Linked DNA regions of Mus musculus: region 1 is linked to region 2. A link is a contact called in public Hi-C data. All regions are on one chromosome and are shown on one strand. The core of a region is the stretch at or near the end of the contact, and the rest is flanking DNA. Distances in the headings are between cores, read along the strand shown. Region 1 holds the start of Hmgb2 (high mobility group box 2). Region 2 holds the start of AA386476 (expressed sequence AA386476).

Region 1 (6,484 bases), core at 3,243-5,742, 9.8 Mb before region 2:
GTATTGGTCTTGGCTGAGATAGGTTTCCTAGGGTCATGTAACTACACTCAAATAAAGCTGTTCATTTAAAAACAAAGGAGCCAGGGGGTGTTGGTGCACGCCTTTAATCCCAGCACTTAGGAGGCAGAGGCAGGCGGATTTGAGTTCAAGGCCAGCCTGGTCTACAAAGTGAACTCCAGGCCAGAGAAACCCTGTCTCAAAAAAAAAACAAAAACCAAAAAAAAAAAAAGACAAAGGAAAAAGTAACCCCAAAAAGTGCCGTTTTCCTGATATACAACTATCTCCATAAAAACATAGAACAAGACAAAAAGATCAAAGCAAAACAGAACATCCTTAAGTATAAAAAAATATTGTTTTAGAATATGATACACGTGAGATATACATCAGAATAACAAAGACTGAAATTTGAAAACCATTACTTCGATCAAATGGGAACTACAAAACTGCTAGTATGGTTAGTGTAGACTATATACTATTACTTAGTGTAGCTTTCTAACAAACTTCAAGTACAGGTTTGGGAGAAAATAGCAAAGGCATTCAAGTGAGCTCAGAGGTACAGCACTTGCCTGGCATGCATAAGGCTCTGGGTTCTATCTCCAGCATTGTCAGAAACAAAAAGTAAAGGTTTAAGCCAGGCAGTGGTGGTGCACGCCTTTAAACCCAGCACTTGGGAGGCAGAGGCAGGCGGATAACTGAGTTCGAGGCCAGCCTGATCTAGGACAGCCAGGGCTATACAGAGAAACCATCTCAAAATAAATAAATAAAATAAAATTTAAATAAAAATAAAGGTTTAGATTATTCTAAGTAGCAAATTCTGTATTATCTATACCTTTTAGCTGTTATTCCTTCTAGGACTTTTTTCACATATAAATAGTCACAGGAATATTCTTAAAAGTTGGGTAGGCTGCTATCAAGAAAGACAGTGATGCCAAGAACTTCTGTGTAGCCTTGGCCATCTTAGAACTCTGTAGACAGGCTGGCCTCAGGAAATCTGTTGAGATTTTTAGGGAACTAGTTAAATTACAACCTATTCAACATGAGAAGATGCAGACATTTAACAAAGTCAGTGCTCTAAGAATTCATTTGTGTAATACTTATGTCATAAATATATGATTATGCTCATTCTTGATTTGTTAGTAGTTTTGAAAAATCCAAAGTTGAAAAGGGATGTAACTATCTGATATATATATATAATTTCCTTAACATTTTAAATACCATTGAAGCATGTACTTTGGTGGTGGTGTCCTAACTCCAACCCTCCTGCCCTCTCTCTACCTTCCACTCTGGGATTGCATGTACCTGCCACCACACCCAGCCTGGTATAACTACTTTCAACATCTACACAAGTTTCCCAACACATTTAACTCACCTCATCTCGTAACTTCCAATTTTGGTACAAGCTAAGACTTATAAGCTAAGACCTGTCCATATCTCACATCCATACTGATAAAAAAGTGAATCAAAATAATTAAATCCCCACACCTGGGTATCTAGTACATTATCCAAAATATTTTAGTATACTAAACTACCCAAAGCCTAAAAATTTAAAAGATCATACCCCGACTCCAAATTTGAGTGGATAATCTTTTAGACTTACTATTTGTACAATCACAGAACTTTTAAAGTTTTTTTAAGTCTATTTGCTCTGGAAATCAAGGCAGTATGTCCTTAACGCTTTAACCTGTTGCTAATATGTTAGCTTGTGGTCATTAAAAGAAATTGGCCCTTCTAACCACAAAAATCAGAGAAGCAAATTAGTAAATGGTTAACACAAAACTTAACTGTGTAAAAAGACTAACATGCCTGTATCTGTTTAAGGAAAAATTAATACAAACACAATGCAAATTAATATACATTATTTTATTACAAATTTAAAAAAAAACAAAAAAATGCAACATCCTAAAAAAAATTTTTACTGGTAATACAAATTCCTATGAAGTTTTTTTTTTGCTAGCATAAGAAATTAAAGAAACCATTAAATATTTAGAAACATTCAACATCAAAAGCTTTAAATCTAACTGTAGTTGTAGCCCCTGAAAAAGCTACAAACTCTTCTTAAAAAGTATTTTCTCTACAAAGAATCTCATCAGCTATACAAAAATCTGTACAGTTTTTATACTGAAGCTAATGTTGAGCTGCACTTGAATTTCACATTCTTAGCAAAATAATTGCCTGAGCAAATATACTCCACACTTTAGGACAGCCACTTATTCTTCATCCTCCTCTTCTTCCTCGTCATCTTCCTCCTCTTCCTCCTCTTCTTCCTCCTCCTCATCTTCTGGTTCGTTCTTCTTCTTTGAGCCTGTTGGCCTACCAGGACCCTTCTTTCCTGCTTCACTTTTGCCCTTGGCACGGTATGCAGCAATATCCTGAAACATTGTCAAAGTAAGATCAGCATCCGATACCACTACTCAAGTGTGAAAAACCACTTAATTGTAAACAATTTAACATCGACCAAAACCCTTATTAGCTGGTATTCAAACCACTCCAGGTTTGAGAGCAATTGTTCCCTCCATGCTTGAGAAAGCACATCAGGTAACTAATGAGAGCTCCCTGAGATCAGTTACTGCACTTTTACTATCAATGTCAACCCCTTTCGCACCTTATATTTATATTTAATATACAAACTACCTAAAAACATAGCTGGCACTCTACCCTCTAAAATAGATTTACACAACTACCACGAGTGTACAGGCAGGAAATTTGCAAGGGCCACAAAACACAGTATCACAAGGTGAACTTGTCTGTACTGCTCAACTTTCATCTGGGGTTTCCAAAAACTGACAGGCAGTGGTTAACAAATATCCCAAGTTCCTACAGCTGACATATATCATATAGAAATATCAGTTATTATTTAAAAGGCACCGTACCTTTTCATACTTCTCCTTTAGTTTAGCTGCTTTCTGCTCATACGGTTGTTTATCTTTGGCAGATTGCTCAGACCACATCTCACCCAGTTTCTTCGCAGTATCTCCAATAGACAGGCCTGGGTGTTCAATTTTGATCTTTGGGCGATTTTCAGAGCAAAACAGGAAGAAGGCAGACCTGCAAGGAAGCAAGAGTTAACAAATAGAGGACGATGGGGGCTGGGGGGGCGATGGGTTCGTTAGTTCTCAGATCAACTTACGGTGGTCTCTTCGGAGCATTGGGGTCTTTTTTCTTTCCTTTCTTATCCCCTTTGGGAGGAACATAGTTCTTCATCTCCCTGTCATAACGAGCTTTGTCGCTCTTGGCCAAATCTTCAAACTTGGACTTTTCCTTTGCAGACATGGTCTATGGGGCAGAAAAAACGAGTCAATCGGCAAGGACTTCAAAGCTCCTAGCTGTCCGAGTAATAAAGAAAGTGGATAAACAAATAAGTCGAGTCAATCTGTAAACTCTGAGGCATTTGCATTAAGGGCGCCCTCGGCTTGGAGACCAACCTTTAAAACCCTCGGGTCCCCAGGGTGGCAAAAGCTCGCGCGCTCCCTGGTCCCTGTCGTCCCCCCCCCCCATCCGACCCGCCCCCGCCCGCGGGGACCCGCCAAAAGCAGCCCGGAAACGGCCTGCAGCCGGGCACGCGCGCCGCCCGCCCTCCCTCCCTCACCTTCCATCTCTCGGAGCATTTCTTGGAGAACTCGGCGAAGTTCACCGACGAGTCGGGATGCTTCTTCTTGTGCTCCTCGCGGCAGGTCTGCACGAAGAAGGCGTACGAGGACATTTTGCCCCGCGGCTTGTTGGGGTCACCCTTGCCCATGACGACGGCGCGGCGTCTGTCTACCTGCCGAGGAGAAAGCCGTGTCCGGACCGGGGACCGGGGTGGGGACCCGCGGGGAGGGGGCTGCAAGGAGTGAGGAGCGTGGGGGAGGGGAGCGGGGACAGCGGGGAGGGGGGGGATTCCGCTCCGCTTCCCGCCTAAACCCCGCGCGCCCCCGCGAGCGAGCGCGGGAGCGCGCGCCCCGGCCAGGCCCGGCCCAGCCCAGCCCCAGCCGGCTCCGACCCGCCCGACTCGCCCGCCCGCCCGCGCCTCAGCCCCTCGCCCGGAGGCCGAAAGCCGCCGCCGGCCGCGCGCCCTCCCTGACAGAAAAGCCGCGCGCCTTACACTTACACAAGCCACCGCGAGACCCACAGCCAATCCAGTTTTTAAGAAAGAGACAGAGAGAAAGAAAAAGAAACGCGGCCGGGCTCAAGGGCTTTCTGGCCGCCCTCCATGGCCCCGGCCCTCACCCAAAGACTCGGCCGCCCTCTAAAGCCGCCGAAGCCGCCACGCCGAAGCCCGGCAGACGTCCCCCCACGTCTACGCGTTAAGAGCCAGGCCGCCAAGCCCCGGGCCTCCCGGCCGAACCTTACCTGCTGCGAGCGCTGCTTCCCTCAGACCTCCGCAGAGAGACTTCCTTCCCCAAGCTCCGGCGAGAACTGGTTTCTCGCTAACGCAATCCCCAGCCTCTTGTTTTGCAGAGTTCTCCGCGCCACGGCAACTTGACCAGACCAGTCGCGGGCCACACCTCCCTCCGCTCTGATTGGCTGTGGAGGATTATTCAAACCCGGAGAGTCCCCGCCCCCCCACGGAGAAGGCTTCCGATTGGTGGGTGTCTGGCCAGGCCCGTCCCTCCAGGCTAAGCCTAGCAGGTTCGGTGGGTCTCCCAGGTCGTTAACTCCCAGACCCGTTGGAACCGGTCTAGAGAGGAATGTACTGCTCGGCCCTGATTGGCGGCAGGAAAAGCGTTTGAAAAATGGCGGGCCCGCTGCTGATTGGCCATGAGGGTGGGGCAGGCCCCGAGAGGAACTGCCCCGGCCAGATTTAAAACTAGCAAGGAGGGCGCCTGGCGCTAAACTCTTCAGGTGATAAAGATGGCTCCGAGGTGACTAAAGGCGCTAGGCCAGCCGCGGTTTGGATGCCGTGGCCTGCCTGGGGCTCAGCTACGAGTTCACGAAATAAAAAAATGGGAAGAAAGTGGGGAGCCCGCGGCGCGGAGCCATGATGAGGCCGAGGTGGAACCGGAGCACGGCGGGCGGGGAGCCTCAGACTGTGCGGAGAGTCTCACGGACTCCTAGCCGCGTCCCCTAGTGATTTAAAAATAAATAAAGTAGCCCTCGCCCTCCGATCGGAGCCATGCCTGCCTCCGCGCCGGGACGGCGTCTTCCACAGCTGACCCGCCTAAGATCTGCGGGTTGGCCGCACTGCACCCCAACACTTCGCGGGCGCGGGTGGGAGGCCAGGGTCCCTCACCTTGCCGGTCAAGCTGCTTTCCGGGGAAGGAGGGCTCGGTCCTAACAGGCCATTTCTGCCTTGTGATTTGGCTGTGGAGAGCTCTTTCCCCCCCCCCCCCCTCGCAGATTGACGCGTATGTGGCACCGCTGTTTTCACGGATTTTCAATGTTTTCTACCCCCAGCAACTTTGCTTGCATTTGCGGGGCTGCCCTCCTGTTTGGTTCCTGTGTGAGGATCATTTTCGATAGTGCTTAAGGACTTAGCGGTTCTTAACTTTCTTTTTAAAAAGTAGACTTGAACGTTGTGTTTTTCTTGGAAATGGATGATGGTTCAGCATTGCGAATATACTTAATGCCGGCAAACAGTGGTCCGCCTTTATGTTCTACGACAATAAAAACAATAAGGTGCCAGTTAGGTGTGGGGGCATATTTTCCCGCTTTAAGGGTACCACCAGATTTGTTTTTTTGGTTTTTGGTTTGCTTTTTGTTGTTGTATGTTTTGGTTTTTCAAGATAGGGTCTCCTGGCCGGTGTGTAGCCTGGCTGTCCTGGAACTCACTAAATACTCCAGACTGACCTTGAACTCAGAATTCACCTGCTTCTGCCTGGGATTAAAGGGGTGTACCACCATACCTGGCTAAGGTGTCAGAATTTTGTTAATCGTAATGCTTATAAATTGTGTCTACCTGAAATCTTACATCTAATAAATGACAGTTGCAACTAACCTATAAACCAGACACGCACAGTCAAGCTCACCAAACCTGAGTGTATTATTCAAATAGCATTGTAAGTGAAATTACTGATGCACTACACGTTTACATCATGTATTTAAGTGTTACGTGTACCAGGGTTCTCTAGCGAAACAAAACCAATAGACTGAATCTATATGTAGGAGATTTATTAGAACGACTTATAGGCTGTGGTCCAACAATGGCTGACTAACAGTGAAAGGTCCAAGAAGCCAGAAGTTGTTCAGTCCACAAGGCTGGATGTCCCACATGGTTTTCAGTATAAGCAGAATCCTGAAGAAGTAGGCTCTAATGGCAGTGAAGTAATTTCTAGGAAGAGCAAGAGCAAGCAAGCATTCTTTTTTCATGTCCTTTATAAGGCTGCTAGAAGAAGGTGTGGCCCATATTAAAGATGGATCTTCCTGCCTCAAAAAAAATCAGGGTTAAAAGTGGATCTTCCACTTTAAATGATTTGGGGGGGGGGGTGTTTCGAGACAGGGTTTCTCTGTATAGCTTTGGCTGTCCTGGAACTCACTCTGTAGACCAGGCTGGCCTCAAACTCAGAAA
Region 2 (6,335 bases), core at 2,702-5,201:
GACTTAACTGGTCTTACTGGTTTAGGAAAACCCTCACTAACCAAATGAAATGTTTGAGACTTGATTGGATTCTGTTAATACAAATGTGAAAAGATTAAATGAGACAGTGGACAAACACAGAAACTCTTATTATGAAAAATTTATGGGTTAGAGTAATGGCAATGTATGTCTAAACTCTTATTGTATTTTATCTGTTTATAGGTAAAGCACTTTCACATAAGATTTGTATTTACACATGTATGAGTGAGTGTTGCATTTGCTTGTATGTATGTGCACCTGTGTGTATGGTGCCATGGAGGTCAGTAGAGGGCATTGATCGGATCCCCTGGAACTGGAGTTACAGATAACTGTGAGCCACCAGGTGGTTGCTGGGAAATATACATCCATGAGGTAGAATAACCAAAATTCCTGTAATAAAAAATTCTACACACACACACACACACCCCATTTATACAAGACTTTGCTGAGAGGAATTTGAACAGAAAATAGAAGTAGGGTCAGACAAGAGACCCTACACTGCTAAGTAGCACAGACGCTCCTCTTCAGTGAATATTTTAAGAAGCAGTGTCACCAGCAGAGATCGTTTGGGTGGCTTTTCAGTGACCTTGGAGAAGTCCTGCCCGCCCCCCTCCCACCCCAGGTTGGCCTCCAACTCAGAAATCCCCCTGCCTCTGCCTCCTGAGTGCTGGGATTAAAGGCATGCGCCACCATGCCCCGCCCTTTTTTTTAAAAAAAGTGTTTAGATAATTTTATGTGTGTAAGTGTTGGCCTGCATGTATGTAGGTGCACCACATCTATGCCTGGTGCCTACAGAAGTCAGAGAACTGGAATTAGGAATGGTTATAAACTGCACTGTAGATGCTGGGAATTGAACCCAGGTCCAAGAGCGGCAAGTGCTCTTAACCACTGGGCCATATCTACAGCCCCATCAAATAAGATTTTACTACTCCACTGAGGATGAAAAACAAAGGTCATCCATTAAATATAGTCACATGCTGATAATGGGGATCCTGAGCAAATGGTATATATAAGTATACTTTTGTGTTTGGAAGTTTACATCCTAAAATTTTTTTAAATGTATATTAAGCTGGGTATGGCAGCACATACGAGTATTCCCAGCACTTGAGAGGTAGACAAAGAAAGATCTCAGGTCTGAGGCCAACCTGGCCTATGACATATTTGTATTAAGATGTCACGATAAAACCCATTACTTTGTAAGCTAACCTAAAAAAAAAAAATAATTAAAAGGCAAAATTCAAAAAGTTAAAAAAAAGAAAAATTCCGAGCTGGAGAGATGGCTCTAAGTTTCAGAACACGGGCTGTTCTTGCAAAGGATCTGGGTTTGGTCTGTAGCGCTCACACGGTGGCTCACAGCTGTGTGCAATTCTAGGTCCACAGGATTTGACACCCTTTTCAGTGCAAAAGATACAAGATCCTTGAGCACCAGGCATGTACATGGTACACAGCCACCAATCAAAGAAAAGAAAAAAGGGAAAAAAATGAAATATTAAACAGAAGAAAAGATTTTCTAATGTAATCAGCTTAATTCAGGCAGAAACTGTTTTCCCTCAGTTCCTGCTAGTTTGCTTTTAATCAGTTGAGACTGTTTCTCTCATCTCATACCATATTAACTATGGACATAAACATTTTAGTATAAAAGAAATAGGCTTGAGGACATTTCCCATTAGGCACCTAATAAAAGGCACATAATAGACTTAGTCCAGTAATTTGAAGCCAATTGCACACTATTGGGGGGGGGGCATCAGCTACTTATCTTTTTCCAGGTCAGTTTAAGAGCAGGACAAAATACTAAAGAACAACCCTGCCCATCCCACCCCAGAATAGCATCAATTTCTAGAGTGTAGAGTGGGAGATTTTTAAATTTTGCGTTCAGGAGTTAGGAGACCCACTCTGAAGAGGCCATATGAGTAGCTACTTTAAGAGAAGGACACTGATAAATAGCTTGGGTCAAGAGCTGGAATTGCAAGGACTAAAGAATGCAATGCCTACTTCCCATCCTCGAGTAAACATTTTCCCCACACAGGCTGCTTCCAGAAGGATGCCAGAATTAGATTAACCTGTATGAATAAATGCAGCAAGAAAAGCACACCTGCACTAATCCATACACATTATCATGTTTTAAGTTCACAAAGTTTCTATCAGTGCCAGTGGAAAACAGGGATCTGGAGTTCTTTCTCGTCCTTCAGTCTGTCAGAATTATTTGAGGTACCAAGAATGCTTTCCAAAATCCTTCCTTGCTTCTCAACTTGTTTTTTTTTTTTTTTTGCTCTTGGTAAGTCACAACCAGTCAGCCTGCAGCTCAGTAAAGCAGGCTGTATAAAATCCATGGGCCCATACAGTGTCTAACTCCAATCAGTAAGAAACAGGGCAGCTTGCAGTAATTCCACCTTTTAGCTAGAATTGGCTGAACCAAGTTTGTGAGTAAATACAAAAATTAATTCAGGTTTTAAAAAAAGGGAACAAGCTGGGCAGTGGTGGCACACGCCTTTAACTCAGCACTTGGGGGGCAGAGGCAGAAGGATTTCTGAGTTTGAGGCCAGTCTGGTCTAGAGAGTGAGCTCCAGGACAGCCAGGGCTACACAGAGAAACCCTGTCTCGAAATCAAAACCAAACCAAACCAAACCAAACCAAAAACAAAATAACAACAAAATCAAGTCAATAACCTTAACAATGGTTATTTTCAACAAGACCTGGCTCTTTAATATTAAATAATGGAAAGAAAATTCGTCCCACGTTCTCAGAAATTCAATAAATACTGTGCTTGCCTCGGTTGGCTTAATACTCCACTGATCAAAATCTCAGCGTTAAAGTACATTAACACATTAGTTCCCAGGCCTTCCAATATAGCCCTTGTCCTCAGGACGCCGAATTCCGCGTTGTGTTTTGTCGAAATCCAAATTTTCATCTAGACCAGGACCTAGGTTTCCCTTGGCATCCCAACAGCTGCTTAATATACCCCACTGTATGAAAGTGTGCTGAACAGGCCGGGCAACAGGTATAGCGCTGCAAACCGGGCAAGAGCACCCAAACTTAGCACTCTGGCGTTTTCTCTCTTCTCATTCAAAGACGCCGCTCCCATTGGGCATCTCATCTGAATTAAGCGACTACTCTTTCTTATACCTATTTCGGTTGGGGGGGGGGGGGAGAACCAAAACCAAAACAGCTCACATATTTATATACATTCCGGAAGTCTATCCGTAATTACAGTGAGCTCCTCCTACCGGCATTTCACTGATGGTACTGGGGGAGTAAGGCGGATAATCCCTCACACGGAAAGCACCGCACTCGGTGGTTGATCCGATTTCTAATCCCATCTGCACTGATCCCCTGCTGGCTAGTGGTGAAGCCGAGTGAAAAGACAGTGAGGACTGTGTGTCCTCGCTGGCGGGTGATGCCTAGGCGATTCGACATCTGACAACAGTTTCCTTAAGATGGTTTGGGACTGGGGACCGGGGCGGCGTGCAGCCTTGCCACCTCCCTAAACCAAACTCTTAAGCGCGAGGAGGGGGAGCAGACCCTGAGAGCCACCCCGGCGCTGGGGGGTGGAGGGGCCGCACGCAAGGCGGGGAGTCCGCATTTAAAAGGGCAGAGGGCGCACCGCCTACCTCCGCGGTCCGCCCCGGTGCTCCGGGACCGTGGCCGCGGGGCGCTCGGCGGGAAGTCGCCGCGCATGCCCGGAGCCGCGCCCGCTGCACCCTGGGTCGCCTTAGTTCCCCCTCAGGCCTCACTCGGCCAGCGGCGCCCAGGGGCCGCTCGCTGCTGTCTTGGAGGCTCGCGAGGGAGGCGCTGGATCCGCCAGATGGAGGCAAGGTCGGTAACTCGGGGCCGAGCGAGCCGAGCCGGCGCTTCCTATCCCTGTAGGGGAACAGAAACGAAGAGAGCGGTCGCCCGGCCTCTCGGGGGCAACCGTCAGGACTTCGGTCGAAGGGGGCAGGCTCAGCCATGCGGTCCCTTTAAGAGGGGGCGGGGCGCGGCCTGCCGTTTGGCCGGCCTCCGCACCCTCCCCCCGCCCCCAGGCGAGAGCTGACAGACCAATCGCCCGGGTGGCGCAGGGAAGGCGGGAGAATGCGAACTCTTCGGTAGGACGATAGGGGCGGGGCCCCAGCCTTATTAGGAGTGAGTGCTGCGCAGGCGCAGATGCGGTCGCTGGCCAAGGGGCGGGGACTAGTCCTGTGAGACTCCGACAGGCACGGAGGCTGATAGAGAGGCGAGAGGGTAGCGAGGGGCTTGTCACGGGGATCCGGGCGACCGGGCAGCCCCGGTAGTGTCTGGGGAGTCCCCGGGGGGGACAGCCAGCGTCGCTGCCTGGGAGCCCCGGCGCCATCGGCCGCGGGGAACCCCGCTGCTCGCTCTCCTAGAGAGGGAGGGGGCCGGAGGGAGCCCCGGTCTCGCCCCGCCCCTGGGCTTGTTACCGCGGGGGCGGGGAGTAAGGGCTTCTTCTTGGGGGAGTGGAGATCGGGGGACTCGGCGGTGCCCTCTCGAGCGGCGGCCGTGTCCCCGCGGCGCCGGGCTGCCGAGCGGAGGAGCGGCGGTCGTGGCTGTTGCATGTGTGGCTGCTGGATGCGGAGGCGGCGGCGGCGGCGGCGGCGAGGAGCAGCAGCAGCGGCGGCGGCGGCGGTGGTGGTGGTGGCGGCGGCAGGATGTTAGGGCAGCAGCAGCAGCAGCAGCTGTACTCGTCGGCCGCGCTCCTGACCGGAGAGCGGAGCCGGCTGCTCTCCTGCTACGTGCAGGACTACCTGGAGTGTGTGGAGTCGCTGCCCCACGACATGCAGAGGAACGTGTCGGTGCTGCGGGAGCTGGACAACAAATACCAAGGTACTTTCCCTTCTTTCGGGTGACAGTGTGCGCCGAGTGCACCGAGCGATCTGGTGTGTGGGGCCGGGAAGCGGTTGTGTGTGTGTGTGTGTGTGTCTGGGTGGGGGGACGGCACAGCACACTCGCGGCCCTCCCTGTCCCGGCTGCGGCTGACGAGGACTTCCGAGGACCGCCCGTCCGTCAGCCCCCGTTGCAGCTCCGGCGGCTGGCTGCAGCTGCCGCGGACGGGAATCAGCCATTTTTAAGCGAGCATTTGTTCCGGTGCCTGCCGGTTGGGTGCCGCACACTGTCCTGCCCGGGGCTGGAGAGTGTGCAACGAGCAGGGTTGCGGGGCTGGACCGGGGTGCTGGGCCTGCTTAGCCCCTTGCCTGCTGGGGCTCCCTCCGTCTGCGAGCAGATGCATTGGAACGTATGGGGGGGAGGGGGCGAGAGGACGGCGGAGGTGGACTCGGGAGATGCCTCTCCCCCCACCCCCACCCCCCTCCAGCTCCCGGCGTGGCGCGGGACTGGGACGGTCTGTGCTTCCCTCTCGCCCCGGGGAAAGTTCCGGGCCGCCCGGTGTCTCACTCAGCCCTTCTTCGGCTACTGCCAAATGGTTAAAGGGGGAGGGGTTCCCCCGCAGGGCGAGACGGAGAAGGGGTGTGTGTGTTGTGTATGTGTGTGCGTCCGTGTGTGTGTGTGCGTGTGTGTGTGAGTGTGTGGCGGGGAGGGTCCGGCCTAGGGGCGGGGCCTGCAGGTGTGACGTCGTATGGGCGGGGCGCGCGCTCCCGCGGGAGTCGGCCACGGCGGGCTGCTCGGAAGGGTCCTGGGGTGGACTGAACCCATTGCTGGGCGGGACGGTCGGTGGGCCTGGGCGGAGTCAGTGTTGGGTGTTGGGAGAGATATTTCAAATCTCTCCCTAGCCCCCCCCCCCACCCCGGTTAGTGAATCAAGACGCGGACACCGCCGTGGGGGACTGTCTCTGACCCTGGCTCAGCGTAGGTTCCGGGCCATGTGTCACTTCCGGACTTCTGGAGGAAGTGGGTTCGTTGGCTGGGCAACCACCTGGCGTCTTTGCACCCTTGGGTTCCTCCTCCACCAAGTTTAAATGAGGAGAAAAGCTTTTTCTTGTCATCAAAGAAACTAGGACAGGGAATATCTTCAGGGATTGTCATACCTTTCTCCTGCTAGGACAGGAGAAATTTAAATGGGGATACGTTCAGCCTTTAGTAACCCCTAGTCAAGAAACTGTGTAGACCTAATATGGACCATAAAAACAACTTGGAGTCATTCTGTTTCCCCAGACCATCCCCAGTCCTGTAACTTAATCCTGTAATACACCCCATGGTGACTTAGCATGTAAGAGCACTTAGGTGTTTTCAATCGACAAACTTGTTTTCTAAGTCTCTCACTGTTTATAGTATAACAGTGTTTTCACCAGATTCAAAGACTTATGAGGTAAAAATCTACTTTTATAGACAAAATTTATAGGGATGGTATAATGAATTCAGTTAATTGGT

The links. A called contact is a pair of places that touch in the nucleus more often than the background predicts.
Region 1: a contact with region 2 is called in a Hi-C map of B cells, with 5 read pairs. The contact joins the promoter of Hmgb2 here to the promoter of AA386476 in region 2.

Annotation. Positions count from the first base shown.
Region 1 is chr8:57,509,851-57,516,334 of GRCm38.p6, reverse strand. It overlaps Hmgb2 (high mobility group box 2), which reads right to left and starts at 4,492. Exons shown (of 5, transcript NM_008252.3): 1 at 4,330-4,492; 2 at 3,587-3,760; 3 at 3,128-3,273; 4 at 2,871-3,045; 5 at 336-2,369. The coding sequence starts at 3,736. The coding sequence ends at 2,208. It overlaps 2500002B13Rik (RIKEN cDNA 2500002B13 gene), which reads right to left. Exons shown (of 4, transcript NR_126553.1): 4 at 6,073-6,247.
Region 2 is chr8:47,673,007-47,679,341 of GRCm38.p6, reverse strand. AA386476 (expressed sequence AA386476) reads right to left here and starts at 3,951. Exons shown (of 1, transcript NR_166692.1): 1 at 1-3,951. It overlaps Ing2 (inhibitor of growth family, member 2), which reads left to right and starts at 4,183. Exons shown (of 2, transcript NM_023503.3): 1 at 4,183-4,836. The coding sequence starts at 4,662.